Regions from separate parts of the Mus musculus genome. Here region 1 is linked to region 2. The links are chromatin contacts, called in public Hi-C maps. All regions are on one chromosome and are shown on one strand. Each heading gives the region's core, a stretch centred on a gene start, on an enhancer-like site or on the middle of the called end of the contact. The rest is flanking DNA. Distances are from core to core; before and after follow the strand shown. Region 1 overlaps 4933409F18Rik (RIKEN cDNA 4933409F18 gene). Region 2 has its middle 66 kb from the start of Cmpk2.

Region 1 (4,578 bases), core at 411-2,910, 280 kb before region 2:
AGAGAACTAACTCCACACTATCTTCTGACCCCCACACACACATACTAAATACATGAATGTTTAAAAAAAAAGCAACCATATTGATAAGACCAAAAGAAAGCAAACCTGAAAACATAAATAACATATTCCTCTTAGATATAAAAGAAAGGGTGGCTGAAAAACTATTTCTTGGGGATAAAAAACAGTGTTTAGAATTAGTTATTGAAAACTGAACAAGGGGAAAGAAATAAGATCTGAGTTGGTGGATATGAAAACAGAAATATGGGCTTGAGAAGGAACATGAAGACAATTCAACAGAAGTTTCTAGAAGGAATCTGGCATGTGTGTGTACATACTAACATGTGTTCACGTATCTGGAAGAAAATTAATGGACCTAGTCACTGCTTTAAGAAGAGAGACTTGGAAGTCCTGTGAGGAGACTTGATATTTAACACATATATTCTTTGTAACATTTAAGTATTTAATTTGACTATGTATTTTCAAGCACCAAATGTAGAAGATCAGCTAATAACCAAAGAAACAAGGAAGTTTATTGAGCAGCTACAAGAAGAAGAAGTAGTACAAGAGCCTACAAGGTTGTGATGAAACAGTTATACCAAAATTATGACTCATATCCAAAATAACATTAAGAATTTTGCTCTGTAAGCTACCATGATGAATCATCAGTTAAGAGCACTTACAACTCAACCAAAGGCCCAGAGTTCAAATCCTAGCACCCACATAGGGCAGCTAACAGCCACCTGTATGTCCCATTCCAAGGAATCTGATGCTACCCCTGCCCTCCATGGGTGGCCACGCACATACATTCTCATACACACATGCACAGACATTCACACACACAATTAAAATAATAAAATAAATCTTCAAAAAAGAATTCGCCATGTTTGATATATTAGCCTAAGCACTTCATATGAATTGTGGAGGTATATAGTCTTTTTCCCATTTGGCAAGTAAAAAATTCTTATACCTTTGTGTCGTTTTCATAGCCTTATTGCACCATAGGAGCTAAATTGGGCTGCTTTGCTATGTGCACAAATGGGAGGAGTTAGTTCTTACCTAGACCTTTCTCCAGTAGCTGGGAATCTATTCCTAAAGCCAAGGCAAAGATAACAGGAGACCATCCCCGTGACACTTGGCTGTATTTGTCAGGGCTGAGTCATAGACTTCTCAACAAGGTGAAGCCTCCTGCCTCTGGACCCTGTCATAAAGAGATATGCTACTTTGACTCAAAAGAAGAAAAGGGGTGTTGGGAAAGATATCTCCATCAGCAAGTAAGCAGAAACAGAACAACTCTGGGAGAGTCCTCCAGTGACCTCTCCCTCACATAGTGCATTTCAGTGGGAAAATAACACACTGGAAACCTGACCAGCCTGTACCAGAGGTGACTTAAAGACAGGAAGTTCTCGAAGTTTTGCTGTTACCTCAGCTGCCTTAGGTGCTGTTCTCTGGTGGGAATGAAGATCCAGGACAGAAATGAAAAGCGAGGAGAACAAAAGGGAAAGTAGGCATTGTGTCAAACACTGATGTCTGTCCATGGCTCCCATGTGCCCTGCTTGCTGCCAGCTCTGCTCCTGTGCCAGCTGGTGGCATCATCTGTGGTGAGGGCTGGAAGGGAACCCGTGTGTCAGGACACTGCCCAGGCCAGATGGAAGGAGGGTTGAAGATGAGAGGGGAGCCATGCATGGCTGGTGGAGCGGCCACTGTTCCACTTGGCTCAAAGTAGACATGGATGAAGGGGAGGCAGAGAGGATGGAGAGTCCCAGACACATTTCCCCAACTGGCCATCTGGTTCACCATCATGAAAATCCCACATTGTGTTCTCTAAGAACTGAGATTTGGAAAGTAGTTAGTTCAGAAAACTTTTTCTCTCTCAGATTTTTTTGCATGGACTGAAGAAGGTGTCAGCAGGTACATTTCTCCTCCAAGTTTAAAGTATTATATTTCAAAAACTGAATTCAGCATTCCAATTTTGTCATGTCAATAAATAGTTTTGAAAAAAAACGTTATTTAATCACACTTCTTGACTGCTTCCTCGAGACTGATATAGGCTATTGAACTCTGAATCTCCATTCGAGGGACTATTTTAAAGGAACAGGTCTTTGACACAATGAGGCGCTGACATGATATGTATTTTCAACTTCCCAATGAAGACGAGCACAATGAGGCATCCTTATACAAACATTCCCAAGAGTTCTTAACTGGTAATTTTTCAACTGCCTTAGCAAATGGCTCAGATGTGCATTACAGAGTGACTGACTGAGGAAGGGCTGACTCATAATTATCTCCAGCTAATGTGTACATTCAGGATGTAAAGCGTCTTCACGTGCCAACTGATGAGCATACTCCACAGAAGACGCAGTGTTGAAGAGTCATTTTTTGAAGCAGTTCAATAAGATTCTCCCACATCGTAGAGGATGCTGGACACCCTTCTCCTGGACTTTGAACATGCTCTTACACAGAGGACAGCTGTGTAGTCCACTGGCCATGGGAGCTGCAAGACTTCTGAGCTTCTACTGGCTACTTCCCACTACCAAAGGACGGGAGCCAAATAGGAATGGGGTTTTGCCTTTATCCCGGGCCCAGGGCTCGCCTTGTAGATGTGTCCTCGTGTGTTTTCATACATCTCCTACCTCTGGGAAAACACCAAACTCAGGCACTGAAAACTTGATTCTTGGGAAGAATCCCATTGAGGCATTGTGGTCCTAAAGCAAAGAACGATACCTTGGGCAAGGAAGGTGGCCCTGAGAGAAAGTGCATGCACTTATAAAGTGTGCATGTACAGAAGCATGTATTTGTATAAGGACAGGAATTTGATCCCCAGAACACACATTTGAAACAACCACCACAAAATGAACAGTGTTACTTATAACTCTGGTACAGTGGAGGAGAGGGGAGAAGGAACTCTGGACTTTGCTGGCCAATGGGAGTGGTGTCTAGTACCTAAGGAACAGTACCTAAGATTGTTGTTCACTGTCCTCTGTATATACACACACACACACACACACACACACACACACACACACACATACACACATGATAAGTAAACAATTTTATTTATATCTATTAAAAGGAAGAGGAGCCCCACCCCCACCCCAGCTCTTCAGTGACAGTCACAACCCCACTGCCAGGATCAAGAACAGAAGCCACATCTGATTTTTGTAATCCCAAATGCTAAACCTAAGTTCCCCAGATGTGTCTCAACTCTACGTGAAATTTGTTCTTCTCAAATATGGTCATTAAAGAAAGACTGGAACTGTTCAAAGCAAGGAGTCCCAAGCCCTGAAGACAGCTTGAAAACAAAGAAGGTACGTCATTTAGTAGGTGGCACAAAACATGGGAGGTCAGACCATGCTTAGGCTTGGCGCTGTATAGGAGCCTCAAGATGTCCATCTTGAATTGATATTTATTTGAATGTAAAAGTCCTGTTATAAACCTAAAATCTACCTTAATATTTTTCAGAAGAATATTCTCTGTTATTATATGCACATATAGAAAGAGCCAGGTACATGGAACCGTTCAGATTAGAGGCCCTTTCAGTGTGATTTGTGCATGTAATGCGACTCGGGCTATGTTTTACACATTTTAACTTAGATAAAAACTCAAATGTATTTTTCTAAGCCCCTCTTTCCATAATTCTTAATCCCACGTGCATTTTAAAGGAAATGAATTCCGTGTGTTTCTTATTCTGTACACTTAACTCGTCAAGCAATGCTTTGTAAGGAGCCTTTGATATCCAAGAAGCCCTTTGAGTCTTTTTATGGGACTTGTTAAGCCTTTCTCCTCTGAAACAGGAAGTCATGTTTGGCCACAACCAAAAGAACTCACATACCAAATGGTTTAAGTTCAACTTGAAAAGGCCACACCATGGGGCTCGGATGGTCGCAACATGGCAACATATGTTCTCTGCCCTTGGAGAAAAAGGAGGTAGGGTTTTGATCTCCTCCGGGGCCAAGAATAAAAGGGCATATATGTAAATGTTGGGTGATGGAGATATTTTAAGAAATAGCAAGATCATTTTAAAATTAAATATTAAACAATAAACCCTTACCTTTCTCGATGCCTGGGATTTTGTGTGCTGACTCTTGTGTATCTGTATTTATTTACATGTGTTTTATGAAGGGTGGCTGGGGTAGGGTGGTTAAAATGTGCACATGGCATTTTACTTACATCTGACTGCATTTGGGGCCAACTGCATAATCTGGTTATTTCTGATTTTTTTTTTCTTCCCACACGTTTCTTTCAACTCTCTGTGTTCCACTGTAATCATGATCCTCAGATGATAGGAGTAAATTCTTCAGGGAACTGGTCTCCTCCAGATCCATGGAGAAATTCCCACAGTTCATTTTCACAGAGACATCTGTGCTTACTCTCTGAATTGCTCCACTAGTTTGTCCAAGAGAGAGTGTTATGGGATGGAGGGGAAATCTTGAAATCATATATGCATACACACCCAAGACAATGACATAATATCAAAGGAGTCTAAACCAGGCTTAAGATTAAATTATGTTTCTCTTTTTTAGGCATCAGACTAAGTCTACAGTGACATTCTCAGAATTAAAACACACACACACACACACA
Region 2 (4,770 bases), core at 2,135-4,634:
ACCCTGCCTTTCTGATGTGTTTTTGCCAGATATTTTGTACCAGCAGGGAGAGTATAGAACTTCCTGTCCATGTCAGTGCCACCAGGCTTGGAACTTTTCATACTGCTGGTTGAGGAGAATGGCAAGGACCTAGCCTGGTTCTATGTCACCACACACATAGAGATCCCTGTATCACCACACACATACAGATTCATGTGGCACTAAAGGGAACATGGGAACATGGCACCAGGGCTCTCTGCTTACCCTGAGAGTCTCCTTTCTTCCCATAGTGATGTTATGGTTGTAGGGGTGACATGAGGACTTCAGAGCCTCTTCACTCTTGTCATTCCAAGTCACCATAGCTCCTGAGGTACTGAAGGACAGTATGGAAAAGCAGTGCATCTGCCCAGCTGTGTATCAGCCCCTGTACTAGGGTTCTTCCCAGAAGTGAGAAACAAATTAAAATTCACACTCTGTCACATATCTGACAAGAGGCAAAAGCATCTAAGTTCAGAGCCATTAAAGCCATCCTTTAACAAATGTGAGCTAGCAGACATAACTCTTAGAACATAGGCTTGAACCAGGCTATGCCTCTCCACCGGTCTCTCTGAGACAGAGAGAGTTGGGAAGCAGTTTGTGTTGTGACTTGACAGGCAGCTCTCAATTTGTGGTACCTGATTCCTCCATGCTCCCTGCCATGTGCAGTATGTGAAACTAAATCATGTGATGTAAAATTTCCTGTCACCCCTGAAAGGCTATAAAAGCCAGACCTTTCCTTTGTTCTGGGGACTGTTCCAGACTGCTCAGGGAGCTGGCTTGGGGATTCGGTCCAGAGATGCCAGAGATGAAGGCAGCTGCTCTGAAAGGAGACTCATCTGGCCTTCCTACCACCATCCTTCTCATCTCATGGCAGCTCTCTCTCTCTCTCTCTCTCTCTCTCTCTCTCTCTCTCTCTCCTTCTCCCCCTCCCTCCCTCCCTCTGTGTGTGTGTGTGTCTCTCTCCTCCCACCCTCCCTCCCTCCCTCCCTCCCTCCCTCTGTGTGTGTGTCTCTCACACACACACAAATACACGCACACATATTTACCCTTAATGAAGCTCCTATCCAGTCTTTACAGTGAAGCCCCTTCTCCTCCATTTAAAGTATTATCCACTTAGATCTCCATATATCCCACAGTTTATGTCTAATGTTCTCCCTCTTTCATGGCCAGAGAATCTGCTCACTCTCAACCTCCCTTGGGAATTAAGCACTAACATCTCTGTCTTAGTCAGGGTTTCTATTCCTGCACAAACATCATGACCAAGAAGCAAGTTGGGGAGGAAAGGGTTTATTCAGCTTACATTTCCACATTGCTGTTCATCACCAAAGGAAGTTAGGACTGGAACTCAAGCAGGTCAGGGAGCAGGAGCTGATGCAGAGGCCATGGAGGGATGTTCTTTACTGGCTTGATTTCCCTGGCTTGCTCAGCCTGCTCTCTTATAGAACCCAAGACTATCAGCCCAGAGATGGTCCCACCCACAAGGGGCCTTTCCCCCTTGATCACTAATTGAGAAAATGCCTTACAGTTGGATCTCATGGAGGCATTTCCTCAACTGAAGCTCCTTTCTCTGTGATAACCCCAGCTGTGTCAAGTTGACACAAAACTAGCCAGTACAATCTCAAAACATGTCTTTAACTTATAAAAGATAATTTATGAAAATGACATGAGTGGATTGTTAATAGTATAGATATGCTTTGTGCATGCTTTTTTGTGGGAGATATGGTGTATATGTATGTGTCTTGTTGGCATTCTGAATGCACGTGTTGTGGGTGAGTGTGGATGTGCTATAAGGCATGACGTACATGTATGTTGTGGGGAACTGGTATACATTTGGCAGGTTGTGTACCTCCATATAGGAAAGGGTGGATATGTGGTGGTAGGCAGATCTGTGTGTGATGTATGTTGTGATGTGTGGAATGGCATATGAGCATGTTCTTGAATGAGTGGTGTGTGTATATGTGTGACTTGTTGGTACTATGTGTTAGTGCACCTCTCACTGACAGCTCTGAGGAGTCTTAAGACTTCCTACTCCAGAGAAAGCATACCTTTCTAGAATGATCCTTGTGTGGTTACACACTTCATGAAATTGTGGTTAAAAGACCCTGGCTTTCCTCACCCCACCCCTTTTCCTGGAGATAGACACACCTTTTTCCTACTGACAACCTATAGCAGTTTCAACCTGGCGACAATTTCATTCATTCAATTTTGGGTTTTTTGCTCTAAAAATCAGACATTTCTGCAGTGAACTGTTTCCACCCCAACTCCAGAAAAAGGCTTCGCTTCCTGAGACAGAAGGCTCCGCCCCCTGAGACAGAAGGCTCTGCCCCCTGAGACAGAAGTCTCCACCTCCCGAGGCAGAAGGCTCCGCCCCCTGAGACAGAAGGATGGGCTACAAATCTGTCTTCCAAGCCTTCATCTCCTTTTCTTTTAGAAAGAACACAGCGACAGCCTTGCTCATAATGGCAAAGGACATAGGGATAAGTGTGCACGGCTGAGTAAATTAGGCCTCCTGCTCCCATGCCTGCTTGTTTAGATCCTTCTTTTCCCACACCGGGACAGAAGTCAGGTCTTTGGACATGACAGGCAAGCAAACCCTGTTCTACTTTCACTGCCATTAAAAGAGGAGGGGGAGGGGTGTGAAGGACAGGGTTAGGAGGCCAGCTGTTCCCCACCCCCACCCTTCACCTCAGAGAGTCCCTAGCCCTTCTCATCCCATTTTCTCATGAGCAGATGGCAACAGGGCTAGGAGTCCTCATGGAGGCTTAGGGAAGCCAGGATCCAAACACGGGACAAACAACCAGCAAAGCTCTAGTTGTTTGGTGTCCCACACAACCAAATTACTTGTGATTCTGATTTTAAAGCCACACAAATTAAAAAGGCATATAGATAGAGCCAATTTAGCCATCTGTCCAGTGGCCTCAGATCCCACCCAGAAGATATCCTAAGATAAGCCCAAATTTGCATCTGTTCTTGTGACTTCCAGAGAACAGCTACTAAGTCCAGATGTATGTCCATCTACTATGTAGCTCTCCCGGCCCATCCCCTGCAGACTTGATGCTGCTCACCTAGAGAAACCATCCTGCCTCAGGAAGTGTGGGAATGAGGAGACATGACTCACTGAGCCAATTAAAGTGGGAAATCCCCATTACTGATCAGGATCTGCCTGCTTGTTTCAATTAGGAGCAGCAGTGTCCCCCCTTTCCTTCCTAAGCAGAGGGTCCCGGGGCTGTGAGGAGATGGGTCTGGACTCCTTCGAGGGAAAATGTAAGAGTGCACAACTGGAGTCAGAAGTCTCACACTGGCTGGCCAGAGCTGGTGGAGGTCAGAGCTGCACAGAAATGTTTGAAGAATGCCCGTCAGGAGAAGATAAATGCTTCCTGCTTGCTGGGTGTGCTCTCCCTTTAACTCTTCTCAGTCCCATCTCTGTGAGACCCTGCAGCCCCTTGCAGCTGTGACCTCTCTAAACTGCCAGCCTCAGATGACTGACACTTCATCAATTTTGCCTGAACTGCATTTACAAGCCAGTCTCGGGAGGATTGGCCAAGTGCACCAAGCATGGGGGCATTTCCCTACCGGAGCCAGATTGCTGCAGAATGAGGGGGCTCTTCCCACCTTCTCCCAGTGGCCCGGGCAAACAGCCTAGGGGCCTCCCCGCCAAAGGGAATGAACGGACCTCTGATTATTCCTTGTAAATTTTTCATGAGGACATCTGCCCATGCTCCTCTCCCTCTGAGTACCTCTCTCTCTCAGTCTCTCTCTCCTCACCACCTCCCTCTCTGTGTTCTCTCTTCTCTCCTTCTCACTCTCTCCTCCCCCTCCTCTCTCTCCTCTATCACTCTCCCCACCCCCACTCAGGTTTCATCTCACCTCTAACCCTTTCTCCTCTCCTTCCTTCCTCTCCCTCCTGTTTTTCTCTCTCTCTCCTCCCCTCCTCCCTCCCCTCCCCTCCTCTCCTCCCTCCTCTCTTTTTTATGTCTCCCCGTTCCTACCTCCCCTTCCTTTTCTCTCGCCTCCCCCTTCTCCTCCCTCTTTTCCCTCCCTCCCTCCCCCTCTCCCTGTGTTCAGACTCCTGACAACTCATGAAAAACGAGAGTCATTGGGCCTCAGCCGCCATTAGTCAAGACATGCCTGATGTGTGAACGTGGACCTCAGGCTGAGAGGGGCCAGGCTGCAGGGACTGGTCCTAGAGACAAAAGACCAAGCCGGATGGATATTATAGATAGGTAGGCAACAAAGCCTTCTGGACCGGTAGGGTTGGTTCTGCAGACAAGGGGCTCTGTGCTTGTACATCAGTGTGGCCCAGGCTTTCCCCGATGAACACTCTTGTCTCCCTGGCTCCTTGATGTGGCTCCCTGATCGAGGGCAGAGTCCAAATCCAAACAGAGAGATTGGAGATACACACACACACACACACACACACACACACACACATATGGTGTCGAATGCGCCTTAAATATCAAAATATATTAACTCTCATGTAAGGAGTACAGGGGTGGGGAATAAGCCTCAAAATCCTTTTTTCTGTACAGTTCAAACTAAGGACCTACAGCTCTTTCTCATTACTGCGCCCAATCATGCCGATGTCCTTTTTGTGCCCCCTTTGAAGTGACATGTGCTTCAATTTATTTTTAATCTTCTAAGTGACGTCGGGACTGCAGCCTGTGCACACGTGAAGTCTCTGCCCTTCTTGGCTGTTGTCTAAAGCAGTTTGGGCCACAACAAATCAGGCACTCAGTCCAGAGAGAGCCCAGG

What was found. A called contact is a pair of places that touch in the nucleus more often than the background predicts.
Region 1: a contact with region 2 is called in a Hi-C map of cerebellum, with 2.5 times the contacts expected there. The contact joins two enhancer-like sites. A contact is called at or near these places in 2 of 484 Hi-C or Micro-C datasets (cerebellum and embryonic fibroblasts).

Annotation. Positions count from the first base shown.
Region 1 is chr12:26,815,098-26,819,675 of GRCm38.p6, reverse strand. All of the region lies in intron 5 of 4933409F18Rik (RIKEN cDNA 4933409F18 gene), which reads left to right. Among named protein-coding and RNA genes, the nearest start is that of 4933409F18Rik, 17 kb to the left of the region's middle. Within about 2 kb of position 1,660, at least 2 of the 459 cell types and tissues checked have an H3K27ac peak or open chromatin away from gene starts, as enhancers often do. A contact at or near this core is called in cerebellum, where this site is marked.
Region 2 is chr12:26,533,300-26,538,069 of GRCm38.p6, reverse strand. No RefSeq gene overlaps it. Among named protein-coding and RNA genes, the nearest start is that of Cmpk2, 66 kb to the right of the region's middle. Within about 2 kb of position 3,384, at least 44 of the 459 cell types and tissues checked have an H3K27ac peak or open chromatin away from gene starts, as enhancers often do. A contact at or near this core is called in cerebellum, where this site is marked.